Linked DNA regions of Aphis gossypii: region 2 is linked to region 1. The links are chromatin contacts, called in public Hi-C maps. All regions are on one chromosome and are shown on one strand. Each heading gives the region's core, a stretch centred on a gene start, on an enhancer-like site or on the middle of the called end of the contact. The rest is flanking DNA. Distances are from core to core; before and after follow the strand shown. Region 1 holds the start of LOC114128885. Region 2 holds the start of LOC114129814.

What was found. A called contact is a pair of places that touch in the nucleus more often than the background predicts.
Region 2: a contact with region 1 is called in a Hi-C map of whole body, with 4 times the contacts expected there. The contact joins the promoter of LOC114129814 here to the promoter of LOC114128885 in region 1. A contact is called at or near these places in 2 of 2 Hi-C or Micro-C datasets (both in whole body).

Annotation. Positions count from the first base shown.
Region 1 is chr3:43,097,498-43,103,827 of ASM2018417v2, forward strand. It overlaps LOC114128885, which reads left to right and starts at 4,709. Exons shown (of 4, transcript XM_027993489.2): 1 at 4,709-5,142; 2 at 5,227-5,434; 3 at 5,508-5,745. The coding sequence starts at 4,959. It overlaps LOC114128875 (abl interactor 1), which reads left to right. Exons shown (of 6, transcript XM_027993478.2): 3 at 763-910; 4 at 1,686-2,081; 5 at 2,153-2,713; 6 at 2,782-3,662. The coding sequence ends at 2,945. All of the region lies in intron 1 of LOC114128857, which reads left to right.
Region 2 is chr3:43,288,052-43,294,674 of ASM2018417v2, forward strand. LOC114129814 reads right to left here and starts at 4,813. Exons shown (of 5, transcript XM_027994659.2): 1 at 3,818-4,813; 2 at 2,357-2,448; 3 at 1,972-2,112; 4 at 735-1,016; 5 at 1-591. The coding sequence starts at 3,827.

The DNA of each region.
Region 1 (6,330 bases), core at 3,459-5,958:
TACAAAGTTAAATAACTCAAAAGCTATTCTTTCAGTATTTTATTTTAATACATCAATAATTTCAACAAAAAAATATCCGTTAAATAATTTACTTTAGGAAAGTTACTAACTCATTTGTAAAATAGATTTTGTATCATCACAAGACATTTCCTAGACAGGGTAAAAATCTCAAGAATTTTAAAATATTGTCTTTAAAAATTCCGAAAATCAAATTTTGAATAACTAATTGAGTAATTAAGTAATTGAGTATAATTGGTGAATTACCCTGTATGTAATACGTGGTGATTATATTATATGATTAGAAATCTGTATTAAAAATTGTTAATAATTATTTACTACATGAATCTTTTTATTTTTGTAATGAACAATTTTGATTACCTTACATGATATATACTAGGTCCCAGATGCCTACTGATACTGTGGCAATCCTAAGAGTGGAGAGAAAATATTTAATATGTACTTTACATTTATACATCTCACTTTTTTTTTTTTATAGGTACATGATAAGTAATTTTATGTTCTATATTACATATATATTTTTTTCTTATATAATGATAGTTTTTATATTTTGATGTCTATAATCACTATTATAGTTACTACACTATATGTTTACACTTTAAAAGGTTTAGGGAGTAACCAACCCATGTCTCTTGTAAAACCTACTCTGTGACCTGAGTATATACATGTATAATGTGTATGAGTTGAATAATAAGTACTTAGATACTAATCGTAAAAACTATATCAATATATATTTTTTTTTAGAATGTAATGATTCACAAAGAAAAAGTTGCTAGACGAGAAATTGGTGTTTTGACAGCAAATAAAACGACCAACCGTCAGTATAAAATCATTGCACCAGCTAATCCAGAAAAGCCTATTAAATATGTTAGAAAACCAATCGATTTTACAGGTATCTATTACTTTTTGTTTTGAGAACATAATAATAATAATATATAATATATAATCCACATAAGTCTAGGGCTCATGAGTTCATGCATTTACATATCAATCTTGTTAAGTCCATATTAATGTTAGATGATAGAAAGCTTTTTTGAGGTACCACGGTTAAGTTCTTTTTGCATATTTAAGGTTTTTTTATTTATTAAATATATTTAGTATATTTTTGGCCAACATTTGATGAAAAAAACAATAATGCTCTATCTAAAATATAAAATGGGAATTGTCGCAGTATAAAATTTTTAAAAATAACACTATAGTCATTTTTTTATTTGGTCAATCAATTTTTTTCCAGTGGTTTATTCTCGAGTCTCACTATTTCAGCCATTATTGTGATGTGTGTATACGTATTGTTTAATTCATCAATATCAATAAAAAATATTAAAATATTACTTATGATTTCTTTTTCTTTTTTAATCATATTTTAAATGCATGGTTTTGGATTTTTAGTGCATTAGCGCATGCTTATTTAGTCATTTTTTAGAACATGAACTTACAAACCCAGCTGACATAACTAATTAAAAAATTTTTTATTATTATTATTAATAGAGTCTTTATAATCAATATTATTTATTTGTAAAATAAGCAAATGTTCAAACATTTTTTTATCATAAGTTACATAAGTTACGAAAGGAGAAACTGTCTAGTAACAAAACCATCAGAAAAATTTAGTTTTTAAAATAATTGTTTCAAATTGTATGTAATTTGTATTCATTTTATTTTTTTAGCACTCGATGATATTGGCCATGGTGTTCGTAATACTCCCCGTATGGTTCGTCAACCAATTTCAAACAGTTCTAGTGCTTCAACTAATATGTCATCTGTTGGTCCTGCTCCTACAATCAAACCACCTACTCCTCCAGCAGTAATACGAGCTACTGGATCATTGAGTAAGGGGTCTCGTGAATATCGTACACCTCCTGCTGTTGCTCCACCTCAAGTTCCCAGTCATTATGCTCCTAATTATCCTCTTGGCCATGTCAGACGCGAAAAGGGACCTGGTTATAATACTCTGCCTTTACATCACACATCTTCGTCTAGTAGCATACAACCATCTCCAATCATTGGCATGGTGCATCCAATGCAGCAATCTGAACAGCCTTCATCTTTAAACTCAATGCCTCGTACGTAATTTTAAATTTGTATTATGAATCTTACCTCTAATCTATAATCATTAATCATTATTATATTTTAGCTCCGCCATCTCCTCATACATTAAATACAAGAATGGGAGTTGGACCAGATTTGTTGGATCATCATCTCCATCAGGCTCCTTTTTCATCAAATACTGACCACTACCGTTCAAATAATTCTCAACAGTCATCTACAGACCATTATCGTTCAAATATATCTCAACAATCAACAGATCATTATCGCTCAAATACATCGCAATTATCATCTACTGACCATTATCGTTCAAATTTATCTCAACAATCATCCACTGATCATTATCGCTCAAATATCCCACAACAGCCAACTACAGATCATTATCGCTCGAACATTCCCCAACTAACATCTACTGACCACTACCGTGCAAATACCTCACAGTTACCAGGTATTTTAAAAAACTCATCTCAATATCATTCTTCATCTGCAGTAGTCACTTCCCCTCAACAACAACATACTAGACAAGCATCAGCTTCTCCACCATTGCCACCACCTCCAGAAGATCATTTTGGTCATATTGCTGCTGGTCCAATTGTGCCCCAAGAACCTGATCTTCCTGGATGGGTTCCTAAGAATTATTTGGAAAAAGGTAAGTTTGAAATTTCTTAGTCATGTATATTATACATATTAAGTTATAATAAATAATTTATATTTCAGTAATTGCAATTTATGATTATTATGCTGACAAAGACGATGAATTAAGCTTTCAAGAAAATTCAGTTATTTATGTCTTAAAGAAAAATGATGATGGTTGGTGGGAAGGTGTAATGGACGGTATCACAGGCTTATTCCCAGGAAATTATGTTGAAGGCTGTAAATAAAGCATGTTTACATATACTAAATTATTAATAGCTTTAATATGAATTTATTATTACTACAATATATAATATAATATAACAACATGTTCATTTTTATTAAAGAGCTATAAACAAAATAAGTTTAAGTTTAAATTTAAAATTGAATTTGAATTATTTATGTATTTAATATTTAATTAAGATAAGATAGTAGATTTTAAATTAGTTATAATATTAAATATTTTATTTCAGCGAGTGTTCTTCAATAATTATCTAGTATGTGTAATGACTATAATATTTCATGTGTTTTATATTTAATGTATGAACTATAAATTAATTCAATTCGTAATTAATGGGGAATGATATAGTGATATAGAATCATTATAAATTGGTAAAATAGACCTGTTGAATATTTCTTTACTTTTATTCATTTTAATTGCACGTTAGTATGGAATATTTTCATGCATTAATTTAAAAATATACTAATATTATTTAAGTTAAGTGTTAAATTAAAAATATTGCACATTGTACACAAATAAACATTTATTTTTTTTATTTGTATAATTAATGGTATAACTATTATTTAATTACATTTTTATAAATAATATTATATATGATATCTTTTAAATTAAATTGACTATTGCAATAATTGTTATTAAAATTATACAATATTAATTATTACAATCATATTTATTATTATATTTTATTTAAATATAATAAAAACAAATTTTAATCATTACTTAATTATAAGTTTGTACTTTTTTTTTATTTTAATTTAAACTAAAAGTTCAAAATAGCTTTATGGTAAAATCTATAAGGATTTTGAATATTATGTAGATGCTTCTTTTCAAACAAAATTTTAATATATAAACTTTTATAAATTACTAATATTTTTATACAAAATTTTAATTCTTAAAATTCAGTCATATCAAAACTTGAAGGAAAACTTGTAAATACTATTTTTTAATCTACAGCATAGTATTACATTTTTCTGAAAAAAAAAAACAACAAAATTAAAATTTTAAAATTAACTCTCTATTATATAGAGATAAATTTACTCTAAACATTTATAACACCCAATGCAATCTTTGTAAATTGTGATTATCATGTTATCTATATAGTGTATAATTGTATAGGCTCAGAAACTCTGAACCATATTAATTCATTGATGTTTTTATAAAGTATTAATGGAAATATTATAAAATAATTTTTATATTGGTCTATTTCAGATTATGATTAAAATAATTAGAATCGATTTTAATGTTTAAATTTTAAACCACTGTAATAATTGAATAACTGCCTGGAAATTATTTTAGATATTACAAAAAATATCTATTCGCATAAGTTTAATTGTTATGTTTGAACGCATAAATAATATTATGTAAAATTTAATTTAGAATTTTTGTTCATTTATTCACTAAAACCTTAGACAGGTCTAAATTGAGATTTCCTATCCTTAGTTATTCTCTTTTAAATAGTTTTATTTTCAGAGAAATTTGACTAAACACTAGACTTGAGTTTTCGACCTTTAGCCTTTACAATCATTTGGTAGTTCGACGTTATTTTTCACTAGTTTATGTAAAATTTATGTAACTGTTGTCTTTTGACTTGTCACAATGTGTGAATCCACATTCCACTATATTTGTTACACGAGTACTCGGACTCGGACATTCCGAGCTACGACTGTTATGAAGTGTGATAATGGTTATCACTTATCAGACATGTTTATACTACCTATAAACAATAATATATCTGATATCACGACAGTCAACAGAATTTAGTCGCCAGTCGATCCTTCGTGATTATGCTTATATACCTAATATAAACCAAAAATTCAATATGAGACATGCGTAATGACTTATGCGTCAAATGCGTGTACAAGTGTACAACGCAAACAAATGTAAATGTGTGTTTTTGTGTTATAGTCACACAAAAACCCATCACTCGGAAAATTCCAGACCAGTCGCTTAATGTTTATATTTAACGCAGTATGTAGCGGCTATTAGTAGGTAGGAAGTTGTCATTTTTTTTTTTATATAAATGACAATGATGTTGACCACACCGACCAATGTCCCGTCAAAAAAAACACAATGCATAGCGCTCCTCGTACCCGTCTTCTTACCAGCAATCCACATACTGATTCTGGAAAAATTCTGGAGCGACTTCAATGTAAACGTCAACAAGGAACACTGTACGTGTTCCTGTTGGGACACTGTGTTCAAAGGTATGGGTAATTCTGCGTACATTTGTACAGAGGATTTTAAAACGAATAGGTTGTTGGTTTTCAAATACGAAATTTTTGTTTTAGGTCCTTACGAAGCAGGTGTTGCTAGATATAAACATATGTACTTCAACGCTACAGACAATATGTTTAAAATCTGGGCGATTACGGCTGTATGCACGATTGTGCTGTACGAAAGCGTGAAAAACATTGTCAGGCTGTGCATCGACAAGCAGATACGCTACAACATGATGTTGTTGTTTATTTTGTCGATGTTCTCTCACTATTACTCGTGGTTAGTTATGCGCAGCTCGCATAAATTTCTGTGTTTACTAGCTGCTAAGCTTTGACAATGCAATATTTTCAAGGTGGTCGTTTGTCAACTATTGGAACGACGATTTTTATTCGCAATGGAATCATCAGATATTCTTCACCATTACTGAACTATATTCCACTGGTATTTTGTACACAATATGTGATCGCAGAAAAGAAATAAATAAATTCCATTTGTTTTCTATCATTGCTGTGGGCTTAATACATATGTTGGCTGCTGGCTTCGATCAGTTTGTTATTAATGTAATTGGAGGAAGTGGATTTGCACATCAAGTAAGATTTTTTTACAAATTAATTAAAAGTTAGCCTAAAATATAGTAAAATAAAATATAGATGTATTATATTTAATCTAATCTGTAATGTATGTTAATTAATCAACTTTACTAAGTATTTATTATTGGTATCGAGTAAATGACCTCATTCAATGTTCAACATGATACGGCTTAACTGTGATTAATCTACTCTATTAATTATACATTAGAATACAAGTTCATACTAAGAAAACATCATGTTTGGTACATATTATCTGTTAATACGCTATACACTTATACATAGCGTGTCATGAATTATCAGTATTATCAGTTTTAGTTATGAATTTGTACTTGATACTTATTTTTTATTTTGCATACTTATGAAATCAAGTTTTAGCTAAAATTAAATGTTCTATAAGCAAAACTAGCTCTATATTTTTACTATTCTTTGAATTTGTTGATGCATACTTTTTTTTAGTTTTATTTGTTTTTAACTTTTGATTTATTCTGAATAATATCCCAATGCCATTACTTTACTATCTAAAAAATGATTGATGTTTTAAATAGATTTAATTTTATTGTTTATAAATTACTCACAATAGTTTTG
Region 2 (6,623 bases), core at 3,563-6,062, 190 kb after region 1:
TTCTATATTTACACGAAGAACTCTGTCAAAGTCCGTAACTTTGTTTAAACATTTATTTAGCACATTTACATTACTACTTTGTAACTGTAATTTTAATGGTGTTTTATTGTTACATTTTTCTATTTGCTTAATATCATCCTTGAAAACTTTTATTGGGTTTGAAATATTTTGGTTTGGGTGATGTACATTGAGATTAATTCTAGATGCATCTTTTCGAGAAATGGATGAATCATACCTATGTTTAATTTGGTTTTCCAAAATATTTTGTGAGCTTTGTTCGTGCAGATCAACATCAGAATTTGTACTTGATTTATTACATAGAACATCTGTTGATCGAAGAGTTCTTGTACTTCTGAAAGGCCTATTAGGCTTTATATATACATAGTAAGACTTTTTTCTCTTTACTTTAGGAAGATTTATAATAATATTACAAATTCCTTTATGTAAACATCTAATATTTATGTTTTTACTGTATTCAGTAATATCAGCTAATGAATACCAATTGTCAATATTATCACATATTGTATTCCATTTTCCTGAGCCATAAACTCCCGACGGATAAGGTTCAAATGGAATTGTTCCATTGATATTCTATAAAACAAAAATTGAATAATTTTTTTTAGTTAATCTAAAAATATAGTAGTACATACAAGTTTTTCAGTAATTAATTTTAAATAAATAATATAAATGTGAGATATAAATATTCAAAATATTATGGAGTCCATTTAACTTACATGTTCTACTGGTAAGTTAGAAGATAGATCGTGTATATTATCAAAGTCTTCTCTATATAATTTATTGCTACCAAAATACCAATACACTGATTTATTTAGGTCATATCCTAGTGGTTTTACATTTAACAAGTGCAATATGTTAGGTTTATTAGATATTTTATCTTGAATATGCTTAACATCAAGAATAAAATGACAATAAATGTATAGAGCTTCAACTTTTTGTTTGCGAGTTAAATCATCAAAATATGTTGCGGAATCCAGTGAATATTTAAAGTTGTAGAGCTGGAAAATACATTCAATACATCATTATAAATTTATAATTTTATATCTTTTACAAGCATATAATATAACTAGGGTCTGGGACTTTAAACACTTAACTATATATCTTTGGGCATTAAAATTTGTTTAAATTTAAAACAATTCACGGACCTTTTCCGTTTATTCACTACCAATGACTACACACACGTGTTTCGGCACTCGTCGTTCCGCTACGCACAAATCGAAAATATCTCTCGACTTGCTAAGCAAATCCATCTTAAGTAGATAACAGGGGACTTACCGACCAATGCTGAATAGCTACTTGGTTGAGAACAAAGTTAGATTTGAGGTGGATTTGCATAGAAAGTCGAGGGATATTTTTGATTTGTGTGGAGCAGAGTGACGGCACCGAGGAGCATAGCGACGAGTGCTCAAAAACGCATATAGTTATTGGTAGTAAATATATACACATAAAGCACACTTTATACCCTCAAAATCTAAATAATATGTTTGTGGATTAACGATAGTGAATGAACGAAAAAACCAAAAAAAGTAATGGTAGTGAACTAACGGAAAAGGTCCCAATTCACATAATTATAAATTACTAATTCAATTGCAAAAGTGGATTAAACAAGTAATTTATAAGCAATAATCTAATAATAAGAAATGTAGAACTACTGCTTTCCTTCATCTTATGTGTATTTTTAAAATATTTTATGTGTTTAACAAATTATTTGCTTTTCAAATAAAAAATCATAAAATTTGAGAAATTGAGAAAGATAAAAGAAAATTAAGTTTATAATAAAAATAATAAACTTGATAAAAAAAAAAAAAAAAGCACAAAATAGAAATTGAATTTAACTATATGAAAAATATACATGAAAGTGTGTAAAATCTACTTCAATACACTGTTTTGAAACAATTTAATTTATTAAATAATGTTTAAAAATTAATAACATATTAATATGTTGGCACTTACAATGCATTTTCTTTGAAAAATTTTTTTCATCATACTCCACCATTCATTTGTGCCTGGGTCATAAAAACCACAAATTTTAGTAAATCGAATAGCCATATCAGTCAACAAATATGAATTCTCTTCAATTGCATTTTCAAATTCCTGTAAATTTTTTTTAAATAGTAACTTTATTTTTTTATAATAAAATCTAGTTGAATATTCATTGTGTAAGATTAAATGTTTTCTAAGATATTTAGTTATATACATTTTAGTCTATCATGTTTATTTAATTATTATGAACATGTCCCATGAATTTTTATAAAATAATTTCAAACTAAGTAGGTACTGTTAATTTTTTTTCTTCATTAAATTGAATATAATTTTTGACAAAACATTCTGTACTTACATTAATATCTATTCGACTGACATCTTTAGTGATAAGAGTGAAAACTTCACAAAAATGCACAATACTTGGTATTTCCCACCAAGTTTGAATTTCTAAAATATAATAAATTATTATTATAGGTAGATACTATAATATATATTATATTAAACTAATACAAAATATGCATTATAATAAACAGACAGTGGATTACTAGATTTTAAGAAATAATTATAAACATTTATTAACTTTCCTTTTTGGAAATTTTAAGGTACTTTAATAGGCATTTAAGTTAAGGACCATATTTTAAACATCGATGTTCAATGTTAAATGGTATTTAGTCCCCCCGACCTTAATCTAGTAATTACTAGTAATTTTTAAATTCTGTGGTACTAAGCATGTATATTTTTTAAATATATATTATATTGTATATTTTTTAAATATACATGCTTTAGTCACCCCAAAAAATTAGGCTAATTGCACCTATGATCAAAATTTAAAAACATTTATTGTTTTGATGTATCGGATTCTTTTTATAAAAAAATTTAATTCTGTTTTATAGCTATATATTATAGATAACACAAATAACAAATAAAAATTATATTTTTCCTTTAAGATTTACATGGACCTTGTAATATGTTAATATATTACAGGGGCGGCCAAAAAGTCGATCACGGATAACTTCAAAGTCAATTATGTTAGAATTTATTTTTAGAGCCACGCGCCCTAAATGTTTTTTTATCATTAGTTATTCAATAATAAATTTTTTCTATGGAAGTCGATCCTCAAAAGTTAAGTATATTTTTAGTAGTTGTGACCAAAAAAAGTTTGGCCATCCCTGGTGTATTATAAATTAAATATTTTTTATAAAATATAAATTCAACAATTTAAAAAAATATACATACATAATATTATATTAAAAATTATGTACAGCATAAGTAGGTACCTACTAGTCAAAATTAAATTGTAGGGATCATAATGAATCAACAGATTGCAGAAATAACAATTTATTTAAATGTTTTGATTGCAATATCAATTTTATTTGAATTATAAGAATTATGTTAAGTTTACTATTTTATATATTTACTACAAACTAGGAGTGCATAAATTTGTAATATTTATGTTTAAATAAACATAAAAATGCTTTAAAATTTAAATTTACATAAAAAACTAAGTTTTTTAAATTTTTTTATTTATTAGCTACTAGTATTAAACTGTAATAGCTCAATAATTACTAAAACTAAGTTATTCAATTATTCTTTAATATAATATATCGGAATAGATTCATTAAATCATTTGGTTTTGTAAACTAAATAAAAATATAGGTAAAATAGGTATACCATGGTCCTATAAACTAGTTGATAGGTCTATGCTATATACATATGAATCAAACACTGATTATAAAATGTTATCTTTTTCGAAATCCATTAAAAATTTTATAAGTACTAAAAATAATTTCGTATAATTAAATAGATAGGTACTTACCGTCCATCATGATTGACGAAAATACGAAAGCGTAGAAATGAAATCGTCGAAGACTAATTAGTAATTATTTGGTATATGTATCACAAAGGCATATAAATATAGTTGTATTTATGTCTATGGAATATTATTTGCAACTTCTTCATGAACAATACACATACATTATAAGTTGTCAGTTTGTCACTATTAATAATGTACAAATGTATCGGTTAAACTCGTAGGTATCTCTTAAAACGCATTATGATATCGTTCAAAACGCATAAGAAATATTAATAATGATTGTACCTATTCGTTCAACGTAATCGAACAGGTTGGAGGTACGTATTCACAATTACAAAAACGGAGGTGGGAGTATAATAGACGTATAACGTATTATAGCGCACAATCGAAAACTATCTCCAAAAAATCACTTCTCCTACAAGGTTAGAGGCTTAGAGCATAAAACACAAAAATTCACATCAATGTTCGAGCAATATAATAAAGAATTGAAGACTCGATTTCTCAATGGATAACGACTGAGCCACTGAACCATTGAACGTCACTGAATGAGTCAAACAATGAGCCGTCTATAGTATTAACATTATTAACAGTAAACACCAAAATCGTTTATTTGTCCAACCACCAAAGATCGAACTTCGTTTACCGCTGTAATAGAAAAAACTAAAAGAACTAAGAAGCACTAGAATGAGACACAACACTAGAGTGCATTAGTACGGCCACACTAAATTGAAGTTTAAACTTTGAACCGTTAACTAAGTAACTGACATACTGACATTAAAACAACGAAGAATGAAACAAACCCATTTTGAATTTTTGACTTTTTGTTCGTGAAAATAGTCGTTGAAAGTTGTCAGTGTGACACCGAAAAGAAAACTAAAAGTTAGAAATTATTGGGATATCAGATGATGCATTTCGACATGCTGATTGCTGACATTCTGTCAGAATAGATGGTCAGTCGGTCAGATAGTCCATGTGACCATGTCACACTTTAACATAATATTATTATCGACGGTGATCTTGCCCGTTAATGCCACGTTGCCGTTTCTTTCAGATAAAAAGACAAGTGTTTCTGTGATTAACCAACTCAAGATGGTGTTGCATAGCAAGTCGAGGGATATTTTTGTTTTATTTGTCCAAGAGCAGCGAAGCGAGCCCTAGGGATGGGATTATGGTTCATTTAAGTTATCTGAATCTTTCAGATCATCAAAAAGATACGGCTTAAAGACCCATTCGCGATCTGATGGATTATTTCAAGCCTATAATGAATCAAAATTATTGAACGGAATATTCAGTTCTACTGTTTCGATCAAACACGGTGATTCACGTTCGTGATTCGCTCGGTTCGGGATTAGGAAGAGACAGTGTGAACCAAAACGAAAAAAAATATCAGGTGATTCGGATCACCTCGTTTCGGCGATCTGAATCATATCGTTCATATTTTGTTCTGTGATATACTGATATCACTACTTTGATTCGTTCAATTAGGTCCGTTCGTTCGCGAACGACATAATGACAATATGACATCTCTAAAGCAAGCGACTGACAACGTTAGTATCGCTGTAGTTTGTAAGAAAAAAATCCTGGTCCCCGCGTATGCGCTTTGATAAATAAATTGTTCACCAAATGTAAACCAATCATGGGGCCGGTTAATTCATGGGTTTTATTTTGTGAATTTTGGATTTTGAGGTGGAAAAAGTAATTAAAAAATTCAAAATTAAGCTTGCAAAACATCACAGAAATGTATAGTGTGACACCGAAAAGAAAACTTAAAGTTAGAAATTATTGGGATATCAGATGATGCATTGCGGCATGCTGACATTTTGTCAGGATGGTCAGAAAGTCCACGTGACCATGTCACACGTTAACAATTAACATTATTATCGATGATGTTCTTGTCCGTTATTGCCACGTTGCCGTTTCTTTCCGATAAAAAGACAAGTGTTTCTCCATAGATAGAAATTTTACTAAGCCTCCTCAGAAGTTCAAAATAAAGGTCTTAGCACTTTTTACCCTACTTGCCATCAAAATTATAATGAGCCTAAATTTACAATAACTACCTATAATAATTGTAAAATGTACTTTCATTTTGTTGACATGTAATGCCATTGATTTCAGTCAAATTTTCTGACCATCATATTATTATAAGACGTCAAGTCTGGCCTGTTAAAGCTACTTTGGGAGGGATGTAAATATGTAATACTGTAATATTATTCTATTGGATCTGAAGCTTCCTCTCAATGGTAATAGTTTTCAAGGGTACCTTATTTCGTTTATTAATTGATTTGTCAAATGGAGTATTAAGTAGACTGAATACTTTAGTCTCAATTATAATTCTAAACTTACAATAGGTAATTTATATTATTATATGTTTGAGATTTATTAAAATAATTAATAAGTCAAAGACGTAAAAACATGACTGGGAAGTGGGGACTACGGTCTATAGTGTATTCCGTGATATATTATTATTAATCATTTATTGACATTTATGCGTGAATAACACAATTTAAAATATATTTTATTAATTTAACAAGTTAAATTGGTTACTGGTATAGGCATTTTTTAATCGTGGTAAATAGTAAATACTAAATAGTAAAATACTAATTAATTATTATCAGTGTTTAAATGACCGCGTTGTTGTTGTTGTTTGTGATTGACGGTGTGGCCAACGGTTAGATAATTCCGTGTCGGTTACAATAATCGTCTCCCGCTGGTATTACCGCACTGCATGCCGCCGCGATTTAACAACAAAATAATATTTTTGCGGGCTGGGCTGCATCCTGCAGCTAATAACGGCGGCACGGCGCCGTCC